Regions from separate parts of the Zea mays genome. Here region 1 is linked to region 2. Evidence: chromatin contacts called from public Hi-C data. All regions are on one chromosome and are shown on one strand. The core of a region is the stretch at or near the end of the contact, and the rest is flanking DNA. Distances in the headings are between cores, read along the strand shown. Region 1 holds the start of LOC103643382 (tubulin-folding cofactor D). Region 2 holds the start of LOC107546748.

The links. A called contact is a pair of places that touch in the nucleus more often than the background predicts.
Region 1: a Hi-C map of bundle sheath shows a contact between it and region 2, with 3 times the contacts expected there. The contact joins the promoter of LOC103643382 here to the promoter of LOC107546748 in region 2. A contact is called at or near these places in 3 of 25 Hi-C or Micro-C datasets (bundle sheath, ear and leaf mesophyll).

The regions. Positions count from the first base shown.
Region 1 is chr1:230,324,441-230,329,195 of Zm-B73-REFERENCE-NAM-5.0, forward strand. It overlaps LOC103643382 (tubulin-folding cofactor D), which reads left to right and starts at 3,013. Exons shown (of 5, transcript XR_004855486.1): 1 at 3,013-3,450. It overlaps LOC100276271, which reads right to left and starts at 3,073. Exons shown (of 6, transcript NM_001150101.1): 1 at 2,887-3,073; 2 at 2,760-2,815; 3 at 2,539-2,662; 4 at 1,767-1,873. The coding sequence starts at 2,965.
Region 2 is chr1:229,897,170-229,901,597 of Zm-B73-REFERENCE-NAM-5.0, forward strand. LOC107546748 reads left to right here and starts at 2,187. Exons shown (of 1, transcript NM_001322423.1): 1 at 2,187-2,995. The coding sequence starts at 2,507. The coding sequence ends at 2,896.

The sequences.
Region 1 (4,755 bases), core at 1,763-4,262, 430 kb after region 2:
TTCTGTTACAGCCCTTGCTAATCTCATGGACCTTTGTGACTTGCTCGAGGGGATGGTTCTTCAGCCGGATGTTCCTGATGTGCATGCCTGAGAAGTTTTGGTTAAAGCTCAATTGAATCGTGGAGTCTGAGAAGTTTTGGTGCATTGGCTAGGTAGGTCATCTATAGATTCCTTATAGAAACAATTAGAATAATTTAAGCGAAGATCTCCAGATGTACAACTCACGGACAAGTTGTTTGTTGGGGTGGAGAGAAATGTTATAGACTCTTTCTATGGCCGTCAATAACAGAAAAGGCACAACCAGGCAGCACAACCAAACCAAGAAGGAACTAGTATTAGAAGCAGCTAAGATTTGGCAATCATATAAGTTTAGAAACAGAGATATCCTCAAATAGTTTGTTTAGGAGTCAGTTTGTTGTTTTCTAGTTTGTTTAGATTGGTTAGTTGCCTTTCTAATTGAGTCAAGGGCGCATACATCTATATAAGTGTTATAGGATGTAATAGAGAGAACACCGAAGAAATAAGAATTCTAGAGGGACAATTCCTTCAGCGCCCTGGCGAAGTCTCACGCCAGAGCAACCGACAAAGGAATACGACCCTTTGTTCGTCCACCATAATCTCTGTGTTCTCTCCCACAATCCTCTCTGTTGCTCTATTCTCCCCTATGCACAGCTCCCAGATGGACCAAAACACATCAACTTGTCAAATCTAATGTGATGTTGATGCTCTATCCATACTCAATGTGGAGAATCCAGCTTCCTCAGCTTGATTATCCCAAAGATGAAGTTGGCCCTTAATTTGTCAGCCTTATATCTGGTGACATAGTTTTGGTAACATGGACTCACTAACAACACATTCAAGCCTTCTCTTTTGTGCTGATTTGATACCCGAACCAATTTTTTTTGTTGGTGAGTGTTATGCCAACAAAATGAAGCCGCCAATTAATGCTCAATTAGTTTATTCAGCAGAGCCAGGTCCAAAATTCAATGAAGTCATGGACAACTCTTACATTTACATCTAACTTAGGCCCGTTTGGTTCCTAGGGGATCTTTAGAATCTGGATTAAAAAAATCTCAAAATCCTAGAGTCTCATCGAAACAGACAGATTCTAGTGGATTTTAACATGCAGATAAAGAATACAATGAAAAACACTAGTTTTTTTATCCAGATTCTAAAAACCTATAGGAACCAAACAGGATCTTAAAAACAAACATGCTAAATAGCCCTGGGCACCCCTAGTTTAAGAAGATTCACATCAAGCCAAACCCATGTTGCATTGAACTTAGTATCTATCATACACTAGTACACTAGTACACTACCCACTACCCATGCAGGCTGAAGGTTATTACTTTTGTGCCTCATTCTTGCAAATGTATTCCAAGTTGGGACTTCAACTTGGGGTTATCTACCTCTAAAGGTTCTACAAAAGGGTACTATCTGCAAAATTTCTACTGCATGTTTGGTTAGTTCACAAATCACAATTGCACTACCCAATGACCATCTTGACTCTTGAGAATGATCACAATTCTGGTAAGTCATTAACTAACTCCATTGGAAGGACCACGAACAATAACATTATATAATTGTTGCTTAAGCTGCAATCTAAATGAAGTAACGATCTTAATGAGACAGGTTGTTTCATTTAAAAACAAATAAGGTTTTAATTGAATAGCATCAAGAGGCAGAAAATTAATAAACTTGCAAGATATATATTTCCACGTTCATCACTTGCAAAACAGCGACATTCTGAATTTCATAATCCAAACCTTCAAGAACAACTCTGACCGGATAATGCACGTCACAGAGAATGCAACCGCAATTGATGACAAGCTTGTGTAAAGCCGAAGCAGCACTGCCATGGTCCGCAATCGCCCTGTGAATAACCAAATAACAACTTCAGCTATAATTTAATCAATAATCCGACAAAGGATGATTGATATGGCATTGAAAAAAGGATATCCTTTGGGTAAAACATGAATGGGGGTGTTTTTTCTTTAAAAGCCCATATGCTAAAGGCATCTGGAGAAAATTTGAAGCTTATATGTGGAGATTGATAGAATTTAATGGTTGGTTTGGAAAGCCCATAATTCAAGCTTTAAAGACTACCAGCTTATCCTAATAGAATGGTATCCACTTCTACAGCAAAAACAAATGATGTCGACAAAAAGAGCAAGATGATAGTATAACTAGCTTGCTTGTTCTGGCAAACTACAGCAGAATGCTTAATCCATGGCAAGAGTATTGAAAACCTCCCTCTCCAATCTTACTAATCAGCAACCAAGAAGCCCGTCAATGAAATATTGCCAACTGATGTAGAATTTCATATTTCACTTCCCAAGACATTCTAGTTGACAGATTGACACCTCTTCTTATCAGTGCCAAGGATCCTTTTATTGAATTTATAGGACATGAAAAGTTGTAAGCTCCTATTGTGGTTTTCTTCACTCGAGGCTCAAGATCTAGGTCGACCTAGTTCTTTTTTGGTGGAAAAAATAAGGGAGTACGGAACTAGCAGAGCTGAGGTTAACACAGCAATACCTAATTCCCCCACCACTATAGCCAGGAATCCCGCGGCCATGGACAGCACGGCGAACTTGTTCACCGCCGCCCCCTTGGACAACGACAGCAATAGAAGCAAGCCTCCGGCCACTAGGTGCAGCGCCTGGAGGAGCAAACCACCACGAACACTCATCAGATCAATAACCGCCAATGACGGCAAGAGATGGAGGAGCGAATCCAGGAGGCAAGCTTGCCGTCACCTGCACGAGGATGAGGCGCGCGAGGCGGGATCTGCCCTCGGCGACCCTCTGGTACCCTGCAAAATTGCGAGGTTATGAAAGAGGCGTTGGAAGCGTGGCTTTGGCGGTGTGGGCGGTGGATGGTTACGGGATTCGACGACCATGCGGTAAGAAAAGTCGGAGCCGTCCGTGCCCGACGGCCGGCCGGAGGCGACGTGCCGCTGCATCGCCGGGTCCGACGGTGAGAAGGCTGCCTTTTCCTTCGTCAAGGGTAGAGACAGTTCGCAGAAGGCTGGCGCCCTGAAGTCTGCGTGTCAAAGCGAATACCAAAAGACGCCTTCTGACTGCAAACACGGAAAGTGATAACACGAGCAAAGTAGCGCAGCCGCGCACACCACCAGTCCCTCGAGAGATGGTCGAGGACAACCCCTGAATTCCGGCTATGCAGGAAACCGGAGCCACCGCCGCTGCTCCCGCTGCTTGGGTATCTAACGCCGCCACGACGGCCCCATCTGAGCCCACAGGATCCCCTGCTGATGTCGAAGCCTTCGCTGATCCTACTGCCGTCGGTGACGATGAGCACGACTCCAAGGAGGTCTTCCTGCGCAGGTACTTCCTCCATGAGTGGGAGCTGGTCTCCGCGATCCTCCGCCGTATCGTCGCCGGCGGCGGCGTTGTCCAATCCGTCGATGTCCACAGTGTCCGCTTTCTCGTAAGCACTCTTCTCTCCCCATTTCCAAATGCTCCCTGCCGTTGAGAGGAGCGTGTAGCTCTGAGAACAACATTGACTTCTGTTTGGTTATTTTAAAGGATATTATCTGCTTTAGCGTCTTATTCTAAATGCACAACAACCGAATTTGAAGACATCATGTCCAATTTCTTGCAACCTTTTAGTTGTCTAGGTGGCAGTTTAAACTGTTTGGTTGATGTTAATCTGTGAATGCACAATTTATTTGCTAATATAGGATAACAAAGGCTGAGCTGAGATACATATGACTTACATGAATCAATCCTAGGCCCTAGAATGATATGTTATTTAGGAATCACATTCTGCTTTCCCTGGTACAAAAATGGTTCTGAGTAAGAGTTATGACTAATGATCTATTACCACCTATGTTTTCTGGTCGAGCGACCAGCTGGTCGAACCGGGGGAACGACCAGGCGACTAATCTCGATTAGTCGACGACTAGGTCGACTAATCGACCTCTGGTCGACCTAGTCGTATATTAGTCGTCATGTTGATCCAGGACATATGTATATACTATATAGTATATAATTATATAACTATATATAAAGGATAGGGTAAACATGGCATGAATTCTGCAATACTGATTTAAGAAATTGAGAGAAGATATTTGTTCATCCAAATATCCAACTGAAAACATCAAAGAAACACTTACTAGTTACTACCAGATACCACATAGCACACATTATCATGACGGCGACAACCAAACTCTATATGTATCAAAGGAATAAGGATTCAGAGGATGGCAACATGAACAAGGATGGCAACATGAACAGAATCTCTATTGTCTACATGAACTGAGTCAGAAACATAGAAGGACATAACACAATACATAAGACAGAAGTGAATACGACCTCCAGATCATGAACTCATGTTGTGCACCGGTGATCTGGGGCCGCTGACGCCAAGGAAGACCAACTGGGCTGAGGTTTTTTAATACGTCGACTGTCACTAAAGCCGCGCCGCCGGTGATCAACTTACCAGGAGGCAGGAACCTTGCGCAGTGCACCGACACCGGTGATAAAAAACCAGGAGCTAGGAGGATAGAGAACGACGACAGGAGAAGAGATTAGAGATAGAGAAGCAAAACTGCAGAAGCAAGGAGATGAAGACGCCAACAATCAAGGAGATTGGAAACAAACCGTCGTGTGCAAGGGTATTTCACGACGGCGCCTCCTGTAGACGGGCCGCCCGCCAAAAAAAACCAACGATTCTTTTACAGGATATAAACCCTAGTCGCTAAGCACTACCTGATCGAGGATTTATCGGACC
Region 2 (4,428 bases), core at 937-3,436:
AATCATCGCGTGAATCAGATGATGGCAACAGTAAAAATCAGGGTCATGTCATCTGGAACATGTGCGCGCGCACGGCACACGGCCTGCCGTCGGTTCCAAATCGCGCAAGAGATTTCGCCACTCCAACCGCCCCCGGCCCCCGCCCGGCCTGCCTGTAGTTGTGCAGGCAAATGCGCATCCTGTACAGGCTCTCGTAGCCCGGGTCCAAGAACCACGCAACAAGTAGCCTCCAGGAGTCCAAGGGCTCAGTCATGACGCATCGAGTGGCCCAAAAGGCGGCGTAGGTCGGCGCGTGGCTCGGGCCCCGCCTCCCCAGCGCGCCCCGCGCCGAGACGCCGGGAGGGGAGACGCCAGATGGACCGATTCTTCCGCGACCCGCGCGCCGTGCGACTCCGGCCGTACCCGTCTCTTCCAAAGAATTTTCACGCCCGGCGTGCGCGACAGCCGGCCACATCGCGGTTCGCGAACCGCGAGGGAAACGCAGGCCATGTCAACGCGCGGCGGGGCCGGGGCCGGGGCTGGGGCTGTGGGCGTGGTCGTCCGTCCTTCGGTGCGCGCCTTTGATTATTCCCGACGGCCGTGTTACATGTGGGGGTTGTGTATTGATCCACTGGGTGCGATGCGGGTCAAGGTCCAACCACTACTGGGAATCAGAAACCGACAGAAAAAAATGCAAAAACAACGACATTTTAAATCAGGACAAATTCCGATATAACAAAAAGGAATAGAAAATTTCATTTTTTTTCTCCCCTATCGGTAGATAACTTCTATTGTTGGACTATCAATCTGCTTGTCGGCGTGCCATCGACAAAACACACTACCAATCGTCAGGTCTATTAGAATTTTACTATCATGAACGACGACACAAAAAAAATATGATGTACTGATAGGATTTTTTTTTCAAACAAGCGCAAACACGACGGATACTAAGGGGGTGTTTGGTTTGCCCCTGCTAAAATTTAGCCACTATCACATCGAATGTTTGAACCTCCGTTCGGGGTATTAAATGTAGTCGGATTATAAAACTAATTTCTCAGCCGAAGATTAAAAAGTGAGACGAATCTAGTACAGTTGGTTGGGTCTATATTTCATACTCCTACTTGAAAGTCAAACGCTTGATGTGATCCGGGCTAAACTTTAGTCCACAGAACCAAACACCCCCTAAGAGTAAGAGGTGATAAAATATATTATATTAGATATGAAGTGCTCAACTTTAGCACACAATAGCACAAGGGGTGCTAAAGTTTAGCGCGTGGGCATCCAAGCAGGCAGGACCGAGTCCGGTAACCATGCAATAATTAAGCTGAGGCCACTTTCTTTTCTCACTGGTGGATTGCATGTCGTCATTCTGAATACCACATCGAAACTACGGTTACAAATTATGTTCATATAGTTGCCCAAATATAAGAAAAAAAAATGGAGAGAAACTAATCAACTAGCTAGCTGAACTAGAGGGGGAAAAATGCCATCTGTTTTCCAGAGAAGACGGCAATAACTTTGTGTCTTTGTCTGCTGGACAACAGTCGAACCAGTTTGTCGGGAGGGAGAGTCTCTGGTCAGCTAGACAGACGTAGGAGTAAATAGTACGTAAACATCAAGAGGAAGAATAGTAGTAAAATATAGGCATGGACAAGGACAAACGTGTACGCCAGCAGGCACGCATACGCATCCATGTTCGACCGACCTTCACGCGAGGCAACGGTGTAAAAATCATGCATGGTGCTCTCGTCGTGCCGAACTTGATCGTCGTCGTGTTCGTGTAGCGGAGGCTCTAGAGGGAGCTGAACAGGGCGAGCAGCAATAGCTGAACAAGCGCGAACTTGAAAATGACTCCAAACATCCCCACGCGTTCCAGCCAACTCCAAAACGTCCCATCCAAGTTCTACAAAAAAATGATAAGCCTGACCGGCGCTATCTGAACCCAGCGCGCTCGCACCCTTTGGACTGGTTGCTTATCCCTAAAGAAAGGGAAGAAACACAACGCGCAGGCGGCCAGGCGCACGCCGCGCACACGCATATGGCACCTTCCAGTAGCGTTGCGTCGCCCCCGGGACGACACAAACACGCACGGGACGGGACCCGGCGGTGGGAACTGGGAACCGAACACCAACCCCACCTGGCGGCGTGCGCGGGGGGCTATAAAAGCCTCCCAAGTCCCAACCTCCCTTGCTCGGCACCGCAGCTAGCTCTCCTCACAAACAGCAAACCGACTGACTCCAGTCCACACAAGGCAAGGCAGACCCGAATCGTCTTCGTCGTCGTTGTTGCGAAGAGACATACTAGTGGAGGAGTAGGCGGCCATGTCCAACGTGCCCACCTCCCTACGCGACTCCCCCCTCACCGTCTTCCGCCTCGCCATCTCCAGCTCCGACCCGTGGCCCTTCTCTTCCTGCCTCTAACCACCAGCCCCTCGAGTCCGTCCCTTCCCCTTGTTCTTCTTGCAACCGAGCAGCGACCAACCAAGCAAGCGACACCGATCGAGAGCTCCACCGATCTGGCGACCGTCATGCCCGGAAAGCACCAGCAGCACATGACGGCAACGGCAACGGCGGCGGCGGCGGCAGCAGCGCCCAAGGGGTGCGTGACGGTGCGCGTGGGCCTGGAGGGGGAGGAGCAGCGCCGGTTCGCGGTGCCGCTGGGCCACCTCAAGCACCCGCTCTTCGGCGCGCTGCTGGAGGAGGCCGAGCGCGAGTACGGCTTCCGGCACCAGGGCGCCCTCGCCATCCCCTGCCGCGTCGACCGCTTCGTCCAGCTCGAGCGCCTCATCGGCCGGGACCTCCACGGCGCCTGCGCCCACCACCTCGTCGACCTCGACGGCGCCGCCGCCGCCGCCGCGCAGCACCAGCACCAGCACCACCTCCACCTGCCGCGCTTCGTTGGCTGCTTCCGCGCCTGACGACACGGTCCGTCCGTCCGTCCGTCGAGGCGGTCGCTGCTGCTTGTTTTACTACTTGATTAACCAGCCTTTGGTGTGGCTCGTCCTCCCTCTCCGGATCTCTCCCGTTTCTGCTTGAAGCTCTGTGGCGAGAGAGACATGGGCCAGGGTGGGAGGACGATGCATCTAGCTGTTGACGATGGCGAAAAATTTGTGATGATCGTGGATATCAAGTGTAAAGATCTAGAGAGGATGATGATGTAGCTTTTCTCTATTTTCTTTTCATTTCCTTATACGTCAACACTTACTCTGCTAATACCATGCTCTGCAGAAGTACTTGTGCTAGCTCTATTCTTGTAAACTATTACTCCTTCGGTTTCAAATTATAATTTGTTTGACTTTTTTTCTCTATATTTAACCGACTCATCTTATTTATTTTTTTTTCAAAAAAAAATCCGAAACCACATTCAAACGAGAATTATAAATTGGAATTGAGGGAGTATTATTTTTTTGCAATATATGCAACGATTATTATGCTTCACAAACGCGTCAACACCAACACCAGCAGCGCATCTGATTCGATGAGCTAGACTAGCACTATAGCCAGCCGAGACTCGCTTTCCCGTCAAGCTTTCCGAGCGACGTGCCATTTCACCAGAGCAAATTCGTGAGCAGTTAACACGCGCCAGCAGGGTCCACACATAATAATAATTACTACTCCAATAGACTGTAAGTAGTTTACGTTGATGGAAAATTCGTCGTGCAAGGACAGCTCGGTTGTTGTCCACCTTTCCGAGCATATTCCATTGTAATATCCGTAGCAGCATGTACTAGTAACATTCTTATATATGTGATATGTCCGTGTCGAGCTAGCTTTTTTTTAACAGTACGTAAATATATCACTTGGAAACAGTCACGAGATAATTGTTTCTTCTCTGTCTAATCGCAGTTGCTGAATCAACAAAATCACAGCTAGCTGTTCCTTCCCCTTGCTTCCTCTAACCAAGCACGAACTAGTACCTGCCAACCAAACGAACCAACCTACCAGCGGCTCCGTCGTCTTGAATTGAATCAGCCGCAATGCGCGCAGCAGCTGGCGTGGCGGAGTCGAAAGTCCAAGGCCAGGCCAGTGACCACCTGGGTGTTCGGAGAAGGTTTCCGGAAATCTCGCCGCGAGCTAAAGCGCCGCCAGCACGCAATGAGCGCACACAACCTGACAGGCCTTTTCCCACTAATCCGCCATGGACGGCAAGCACATGCGTGCGTGTGAGTAAGTATTCGATGTGTCGGTTTCAAATCAACGGCCCCTCCTCTCTTCTGGGCTCTGGAATTTTAATTAAATTGGATCCGAAATCCATTTCTCGGACAGAGAAAAGGACACTGAATCTGATCCTCACCTACCCAAGAGAACCCCAATTAAACCCAAGCGTGGTATTTTATGGCGATCGAGTACACCTGTTTAGTAGTACTTGAGGTCGTCGTTGTGGGTCGTCATTCATTCCGTGCTACTACGTGGCATCTGTTTATGACGTGAAGAAGGAGATATTGCAACC